3 separate regions of the Mus musculus genome follow, and regions 2 and 3 are each linked to region 1. A link is a contact called in public Hi-C and HiChIP or PLAC-seq data. All regions are on one chromosome and are shown on one strand. Each heading gives the region's core, a stretch centred on a gene start, on an enhancer-like site or on the middle of the called end of the contact. The rest is flanking DNA. Distances are from core to core; before and after follow the strand shown.

Region 1 (2,814 bases), core at 86-2,585:
AGATTCATCTTGGGTCCTAGAGGATGGGTCTGAGCTAGCCAATCAGGAAAAGGACATACTATGTTCTCTATACATTTTTGTGGGAAAATGTGGTGGTGAGAAGAAGAATACATACTTGGAAAACAGAAGTCCAGACATGTCCATGAAGATGCTTTCATGACAGTCGAAGGGATACATTTCATCATTGGCAATGAGGGCTTATCTAAGCAGTTCCAACTTACATGGATTTAACATTATGGTCTTAGCATAACTAGCAGCTGCATGAAAGCTGTAATGGGAAGAAGAAATTTTAGCTGGATTTGTTGGCAAGGTCTTGCTTTAAGCCAGGGGAATGGCAATGAGTAAGAGGACCTGAGCAGACTCACAGGGTAGGAGGCAGGTTATTATTGGTTTGATGTGGGAAGTGGGAGACGGAGTACTTGAGGATGGGAAGATCTATTGCTTTCTATATTTGGTTCTTTAGTTGAACAACTGAGTAGGAGGATGAACCATTTCTCAAAAGGAAGAATAAGCTTAGACTGCAGCACTTTTAGAGTGTGGGCGTATGTTTTATATGAAAAATGTAAAATTCAGATGGAATATGATTAGTCTCAGGCACAGGAGAACAGGCAGATGGCAGAGAGGTGGGCTCATCTGGCAGACCAGCAGCAGAAGCTCCAATCTCCCACTTGTAGCTAACACTCCCACTTTCTGGTCTCTCCTCTGACTCTGACTATGTAATTTCCTGTTCTTACCGGTGACTCTATGTCACTTCTGGTCTCTACTAAGCTATTACTTTATTTCCTGTTCTCTCCCGTGATTCTGATTGTTACTTCCTATTATCTCTTGTGGTTCACTTCCTATTTTCTCTTAAACTGTGATCTTATGTCACATCCTGTCTACTATTCTGTGTCTCCATGTCACTTCCTGGTTACTAATCTGTAATATGAACTTCTCTCTCTGTAGAATCAGTATGAATTCTTGTCCTCATTCTTAAAGCATATTATGACCTATTCCTAAACTCCTTTGTCCTTATCTCCCTTACCCTGGATGTTCAAGAAAAACATTCACTCAGTGTATCCCAAATACTTCCCCGTGGAATTTGTACTAATTTCCTCAGCTTTAGAATTCCTCTTCCCACATTTACTTCAGAGCAAAATATGAATCATCTCAATATCTCCCCTAAATATCAGTATAGCATTAACATGCTCCCCAACTGGGTCAATGGCACACAATCTCCTGTCACTCTAGGCTTAGGTGGACTCATGGCTTTGGTGAGCAACCCTTCCTCCTCCAGCCTGCCCTTTCACAAGCTTAATGAACCAGTTTCCTGGTGTGGAGTAGGACTTTATTGGAAGCATGCCCATAGGACGTGCTAAATAAAGAAGTGCTGAGTGGAAATGGCTCTTTGGGCCTTGCACGTACAGAATAGTCTGCTCCACTCATGGGAGCGCAGGCTTCCTATCACATCAACAGCTAAAAGCTTCAGGGCTGATCAGCCAGGTCCCAGAGGGGATAGAAAGCTTGAGATGATGTGATGAAACATGACAAATGACTTAGGAGACTGACAAAATTGCAGAGATTAGACCTCCACGCTCCTCCCCTGCTCATCTGACTTGTCTTCTTGTCAGGACGCTTCCTGTTTAGCTCAGAGCATCAAGATTTCTGTGGCAGAGCAGGATGAGACGCGTGCATTACCATAACAGTTTCATTGTTGTGTTTCAAAGTTTATGAACTCATCAAAAATGAAACATCACATCTTACAGGAAAGCATGTGGCCTCAGCTGTCAACAGTTTAATGTTGTCCAAGGGAACAATATAATTCTAGCTATAGTCAAGAAGGACTTCAGAGTCCACAGCATTGTGCTTTGCAAACCTTTTACTCCCCAAAATTGGGATCATAGAAACAAGTGGGGCAGACACTCCCCACGTCCAAATGTGCCCCTAGTTTCTGCTGTACTTAAGAGAATGTCACCATGTTCATGACCATGACAATGTCTCTTGGTAAGATGCTCTCACCCTGTAAAACAATTCATTAGCAACTTGGAGGGGGGAAGCAGATTTAAGTGGTGATAATTTTGGTCATAAAATACAACTTCTTCTGTATGTGTCCTAGTCTGGCCTGTGAATATAATTTGAGTAATTTCAAATACAACAACAATGATATAAATAGAGAGGTAGGGAGAAAAACGCGAATCATGTGCTTGAGTTTCAAGAGAGTCACTTTTCTGTATAATAGTCATCCACACTGGCAGATGTATATGGCATGCATCTTACATCTGCTTTCAAAAACAAAGATTCTTTGTATCTCTCTAGCGTATAATTCCTTTCTCACAGTCTCCACCTGGATTATATAAATAGCTGCAGTTTATTTTAGGAAAAAGGTTATATGCTGATTTATTGATAATTTATAAAATGCCTTTCTTCTCCTGCCAGATCTTTCTGAATTAGTTGCTTTTTTTTAATTCTAAGGACAAATGTGTTCTGTCTCCCCTCCCCCCACACACATACAAATTCATTGCTACTTCTAAACAGATCAGTAGAGATGAGAAAGTGTATTTATTTAAGAGGACATGTGTCAGCATGTTTTAGCAGCAAACTCTAAGACATAAGAGAAAAATGTCGGTCACACATCCTCACAGCCATCCATTAATCCATGTGTGAGAACATGTTCACAGATCTGGTGTGTGTGTGTGTGTGTGTGTGTGTGAGAGAGAGAGAGAGAGAGAGAGAGAGAGAGAGAGAGAGAGAGAGAGAGAGAGAGAGAGGGAAAGAGAGAGAGAGAGGGGGAGAGGGAGAGAGAGAGAGAGAGAGAGAGAGAGAGAGAGAGAGAGA
Region 2 (2,814 bases), core at 168-2,667, 250 kb after region 1:
TCTTGCTTCCTAACTAGAACTCTTCATTGATAAAACAGACGAGACCCCTGACTCTACCCCCAAATATACCTATAAAAAAAGGGAGGTGGTGATCGCAGAAAATGAGTGGACTACCCATATGAAAGTTCTGGATTCCCAAACAGCTACCCAGATACATCAGCACATAGAGAAGCCTTAGCTGAGAAGTTGGTACTACCCTGTGAGAAAGATTATATTAATATGAGGCCAGACACAAGGAGGAGACAGCAAAGCTAGCTTCTGCTCACCTTTCCTCTAGGTCCAGGCTGAAACAATCCTACCCTAGAGATCTCTGTGGTCTCCTGGAGACACTCAGGGTACTGAGAAACAATCTGGAGGTTGTTGTGAAGCTGAGACCAATTTAATAACTTGCCAGTATGTGCTTGGACTCCATTCCATCTGGCCTGGCTTCCAGTTGTCCTCACATGCGCTCCACTGGGATTGTACCCTTAGGACATATCAGGTACTGTGGCTTCTCTCAGCTCTCTTAAGGAACCTGGACAGTGGTGATAATCCTGTCTCTTCCTTACAATGGTCACTATCTTACTGTTTATTAATGAATTGACAAACTCTTTCTGGCTTGAACCTATAAGGAAGGTTGTTGATCCACAAAATGACTGTAGTGACCTGATTCAAATCTCTGACTCTACTGCTAGGCTGCCAAGCCCAAATTGAAGCTCCATCAAAAAGAGGAAGACTCAGACAAGAAATTCAAAACTAGGCTTGTTTTCTCATATAAGAAACATGGGAGAGAGATGAGGTAACATGAACTCACTACTTAGTAATAAAGCACACAGTGGGACTGGTCTATGCATCTCTCTTACTGCCTAAATGAGAGGTGACTGTTTCGTATTTGATATATTTTACTAGCTATCATCTTTTACTAGTATGCTGCTTTTTTTTAAAACAACTAGAATATTAACTGTGCTATGCAAATAAAAATCTGTGAATTTAGTCATAATGGATGACCCATAGGAACCACTAAATTCTACAGAGTCCAATGGGAAAATTTGTAGATCTCTATTATGTTCAATAACTTGCAAAGCGGTGTTCAGGATTTTAATATGAATCGAACTGAGTCCTGCTCACCATTCTTTACAGATTCTCTCTTGATATGATGTGCTTTCATAAGAAACTGGCAAGCTGCAAATACAGGCTGCAGCCTACTTTCATTTCCATTTCAGAAAAACACTACGGTGTAGTGGCATCACATAAATATTTATCAAACTCTATAATTCTTCCAACTGTAATGATAAATGAAAATATCCTTCAAGATACATGCAAAACACTTCCCAAAATTGCCCTGGTGAGAAAACTGAACTGATACAAGCTATCCAAAGTCACTGAGGACGCTAAGTCCGTCCCACAGTCTTCTGATACTCAAATGTGTCCAGACTTCCTTATTGTATACATTTTCACTTCTGCTTATGGCCGGTTTTAAATGTTAAAGGAAGACCACACACTAAGAAAAGACCATACATGTCTCTGGTGGTCAGCTTGCTACTCTATTTAGATTACTTCTTTAATGTTGTCATTACTTTCACCATTTTCTGGTTATAAGGGGGACAGTAACAGCCCAAGATTGATACACAGTGTAGACATAAACCTACTGTCCTCTATTAAATCTAAATTGCCTTCAGCCAACAACTAAAAAAGGTCAAGAGAAAAGCACCTGCTGCAAACGGTGATAGAAACTCCCCATCCATCACTTCCAGAAGCTGCTCGTCCTCTTTTCTGCCTGGCTTACATGATGACTCCTAAGCTCATCAGAATGTTGTAGAATGTTTAGAGCTCCTCTGGGAAGCATTTTTTTTCTCCAAGTCATTATGGCCAGAAATTCCAGAGCCAAGAAAAGTTTCTGCTGTCACTTGATCATAACTTCATTTCTCCCTTTTGCTCATTCTGATCTCAAGGGAAGGTTAAGGGCAGGGCTGGGCCAGTGTCTAGTCTTTTTTTTTTTTTCAGTTAAATAAGTTCCAGAAAGACATAATGTATGAAGAACATGAGAAACAAGAACACTGTTTAATCCAAAGTTGTCATGAACTACATCAAAGTCTTTAAATAATGAGCATCTTCATGCTCAGCTTATCAGAGTTACCACCAAGTTTGAAGAAATGTAGAAAAGTAAGTATATGGCAAGGAAATAAATATTGTTTCCAGTGTGTCTGAATAAAAGGGAATGGAAGCTTACAGTGCAGTAATTCAAAGATGTCCCTGTAGGGATTAAACACAAGGCTCTCTAGTTCTTTCTAACAATTCAGAATTCCTCTTTCTTAGTTTGCATCTACCTTCTGGATTATCTGATTATCAGAGACTGCAGAGAACTCTTTCTAAGCATTACACTGGCCTCACTTCTTCAGGAGAACTAGATATATGCTGCTTATCTCATGTCTTTAATGTTTCTATGGCTACCAGGTGAGATGAATCGGTGTCTTTGCTGAGGACCAAAGCACAACATGAAAATGATGGACAGTTTGAGATATTTAGGTTGCTCTACTGTTCATTGAACCGCTTTCTTTTTCAGCTGGTGGGACTAGGTCTCTAACACAGTAAAAAGTATCCACTCATGGAGCAGAGAAATAGGGAAAGAGTTAGATAGCAAGATGAAGCCCTCCTGCTTATTCTCCTTCCTATAAAATAGATAGCTATCACCTCTACTGTTTCCCCAGGGCCCCAATCATAACGTAGTTATAGAAACCACATTTTATAAAAATTGGAAGAAATAGTCCTCAAAATATAGTTAAATCTGTTTTTAAAACATTTATTTAAGAAGGATATTCTAGTTGGGTTCCTGGA
Region 3 (2,814 bases), core at 162-2,661, 200 kb after region 1:
AGTGGATCTTTCTGGAATTACCCAAGGGCAGGCAGCAGAGGATAAAACATGTGTCAATGCTCCCTGCCTGGAGCCATTGACTCTAATGATTCTAGGTTGTTAAGTTTATATCTTGAATGCTTACATTAGACATGTTAGGTCTGCTGCTGGTCAAGAGACAGGAGGGAAACATGAGTTTCACGGCATTCTATATACACTGCTCTAATTGGCACAAACTGCTATTTGCAGTTTCAAATTAGTGGGAAGACAGCAGAGAGCTTGGCTCTGATAGACAGAGGTAAGATGAATCAGCCTCTGCAACTAAGGCTACAGCAGACATATGGTTGAGAACCAACTGGCCATGGCCTTCTAAGCTGGAGGGGGCAGCTATAATTCATATTCACTGCTAAGATCCTTTAAGGGGTATTTATTATCTCCTAGACACAATTTATTCTTCTGATTATTCATTTTTCATTACTATGGAAAGCAAGATTAAATTGTTTCGGCAGCAACTGCTTACATTAATCTTTCAAATATGTGTTCCATGTAAAATTCTTGTCAGGAAAATGGATCTAATTCCTCCTGCCCCAACAGCCTCAGATAAAAGTAATCCAGCCTGAAATAAAAGAAGCTCCAGGATGTAAGGTGCAGTGGAAAATGCAGAGGCAGACAGCATACCCCTCCCCCTCCCCTTTGCAGGACTGAGAGCACGGGTGGGGGAGGGGAAGGATGCAGAGAGTTCATTTATTAGACCCAGGAAATTTATTCCATTAACATTTTAATTTCAAAAGTAATTTAAATTAGCACTTTATTTAACTGTGAAATTAGATTACTCTCTGTTTAACATGCAATACACTCATGAGCTTAATACATGACAAGTGCTAAGGAGTAATACCATATCTCTCAATGCCTATAAATTGTATTTCAGTGTCTATGAGATTGTCAACAACTGCCTCGTTTTACAAAACGGTAGTTGCTGTCACAGAGGCCTTGAGGGACCAGCCTGAAGACACACAGCTATGCAACAACACATACAGAACCAGGGCCAGTGCAGAAGCAGGCCAGTGCATGTTTGGAGATTCATGGTTGGAAATAGTTATTTCTACCTCATACTTAACTTTTTGTTCCATTTCCCCTTCCTATTTAATTTCTCCCTGTAATCAGTTCTGCAACTTTCAAAGTAAAGATGCACTTACTTGCTGTCTTCTCAAAATGTTACTTAAATAAATAAGATCCTGCCTCTTAAATTCACTAGCCACAGAATGAAAACCATCTCGATGTACTGAGTCAACAAGCCCATGGCACCGCCCCTTCCTTGAAATCAGTTGACTTTGGGTATGCCAGCAAGCATATTAAGCAAATCTGAAGACAGTGCTACTGACAGAGCCTGGAGTCAAGTGTCATGGTCAGATCGGAAGCACAGAAATGTACTTCCTCTGGGGTTTGATCTGCATCATGCCTCAGGACTCTGGCTTGTGCATAGGGGGCAAAACCAGAGAGAGTAGGGGCAGGGTATTAAAGTGTACCTGTCAGCAAATCCAAACTCAAAGGGCAAAGCAGTTCAAATAGTCCCCAGAGCAGTGCAGATGGGCCCCAGAGCAGTGCAGATGGGCCCCAGAGCAGTGCACATAGGCCCCAGAATGGATGCAGACTTCCAACCTACAGGATTGTCTAGGCACCACTTGCTTTAGGACTTGAGGAACAGTCTTCCCCTTTGCCCATAAGCCAGCCAGCCACTTAAGACACAACTCTTGGACCTGGATCTGAAGAGCTGGGCCACAAAGCACTCTGAGCTGGCAGTGCAGAAGGCTGTGGTCACAACCCGTTCTTCTATAAAGGTGCTCTGAATACTGAGCCAGGTGAGTGCAGCTGCCTGAGATTTGGTCTGCAGGTGTGGAGAGGGTAAGGCAGACAGCCTTAGACCATATACAGTTCTATATATTCATAGTATCACAGCGTCAGAGTCCTAGCAGGAAGCCACAAATCATGTTTTATTTAGCAAAAACCTTCTGAGTGGGTTGAGATTGTCTCACAGGAAGCCTTGCTAAGCATCTGTGAGGAACTCAGCTCACACTTTAAATGGCAACTTGTAAGGTGCTGATAAATTACTTCCTATTTTCATTTTTCTTTTTGAGGCAATATCTTGCTCTTTAGCCCAGGCTCGCTGAATGAATCATGATCCTTTTTGCTCAACTGCAATCAGAGGCAGAAGCAACTACGTGTGGATAGACAATTCCTTACATACCAATGTCCTAAAGCTCTTAGAATAGACAGTGTTTCCTACATAAACACAGTACTTAGAAACACGTCTGTCCAAATATTTCATAAGACATTTCATAAAATATTAAAAATATCCTCTGTTAAATAAGTACTTACAATTTGCACCTAGTTTATAAGCTATGTAAATTAGCAAAATGAATATTTTTTTCATATTATTTCTAAAGCTAGCACGGCCCTCATAACAACAAGCAACAAGTACATTGCTAATAACTGCAAGGAAGGTGGATGGTGCCACCACCAAGAAAGAACACACAGGCTTCAGCAGCAAAAGCCTTATTTATTTATTTATTTATTTATTTATTTATTTATTTATATTTTTACTTCTGCTTTTATTTACTTCCTCTCCAAATGAAAAAAGTGTGAAATTGCCCAGTGGTTATACATAACTGTTATCTCAACAATTCAGAAGTGTCAGAGGTAAGAGACTCATGAGTTCAAGGTCATCTTTGGTTACACAGCCAGTTGTCTGTGATACAAAAGACCCTGACTCCATGTGTCATCACCAGCTCTGAGAAGTCACAGCCTTGGTCAACTAAACTTGTTCTGCATGAGCTT

Evidence for each region. Hi-C and Micro-C count contacts between places; a contact is called where the count stands out from the background. HiChIP or PLAC-seq counts read pairs in DNA pulled down with a chosen protein or histone mark.
Region 2: an H3K27ac HiChIP or PLAC-seq map of microglia shows a contact between it and region 1, with 7 times the contacts expected there. The contact joins two enhancer-like sites. A contact is called at or near these places in 1 of 39 promoter capture datasets (hippocampal neurons), 2 of 115 datasets of contacts at active chromatin or transcription factors (both in microglia) and 1 of 9 other capture datasets (macrophages).
Region 3: a Hi-C map of bone marrow-derived macrophages shows a contact between it and region 1, with 5 times the contacts expected there. The contact joins two enhancer-like sites. A contact is called at or near these places in 5 of 484 Hi-C or Micro-C datasets (bone marrow-derived macrophages, cerebral cortex and macrophages) and 2 of 115 datasets of contacts at active chromatin or transcription factors (bone marrow-derived macrophages and microglia).

What each region holds. Positions count from the first base shown.
Region 1 is chr9:16,113,641-16,116,454 of GRCm38.p6, forward strand. All of the region lies in intron 3 of Fat3 (FAT atypical cadherin 3), which reads right to left. Among named protein-coding and RNA genes, the nearest start is that of Mtnr1b, 240 kb to the left of the region's middle. Within about 2 kb of position 1,336, at least 40 of the 459 cell types and tissues checked have an H3K27ac peak or open chromatin away from gene starts, as enhancers often do. A contact at or near this core is called in bone marrow-derived macrophages and microglia, where this site is marked.
Region 2 is chr9:16,362,499-16,365,312 of GRCm38.p6, forward strand. All of the region lies in intron 2 of Fat3 (FAT atypical cadherin 3), which reads right to left. Among named protein-coding and RNA genes, the nearest start is that of Fat3, 140 kb to the right of the region's middle. Within about 2 kb of position 1,418, at least 8 of the 459 cell types and tissues checked have an H3K27ac peak or open chromatin away from gene starts, as enhancers often do. A contact at or near this core is called in microglia, where this site is marked.
Region 3 is chr9:16,310,785-16,313,598 of GRCm38.p6, forward strand. The region is part of intron 2 of Fat3 (FAT atypical cadherin 3); the gene reads right to left. Among named protein-coding and RNA genes, the nearest start is that of Fat3, 190 kb to the right of the region's middle. Within about 2 kb of position 1,412, at least 19 of the 459 cell types and tissues checked have an H3K27ac peak or open chromatin away from gene starts, as enhancers often do. A contact at or near this core is called in bone marrow-derived macrophages and microglia, where this site is marked.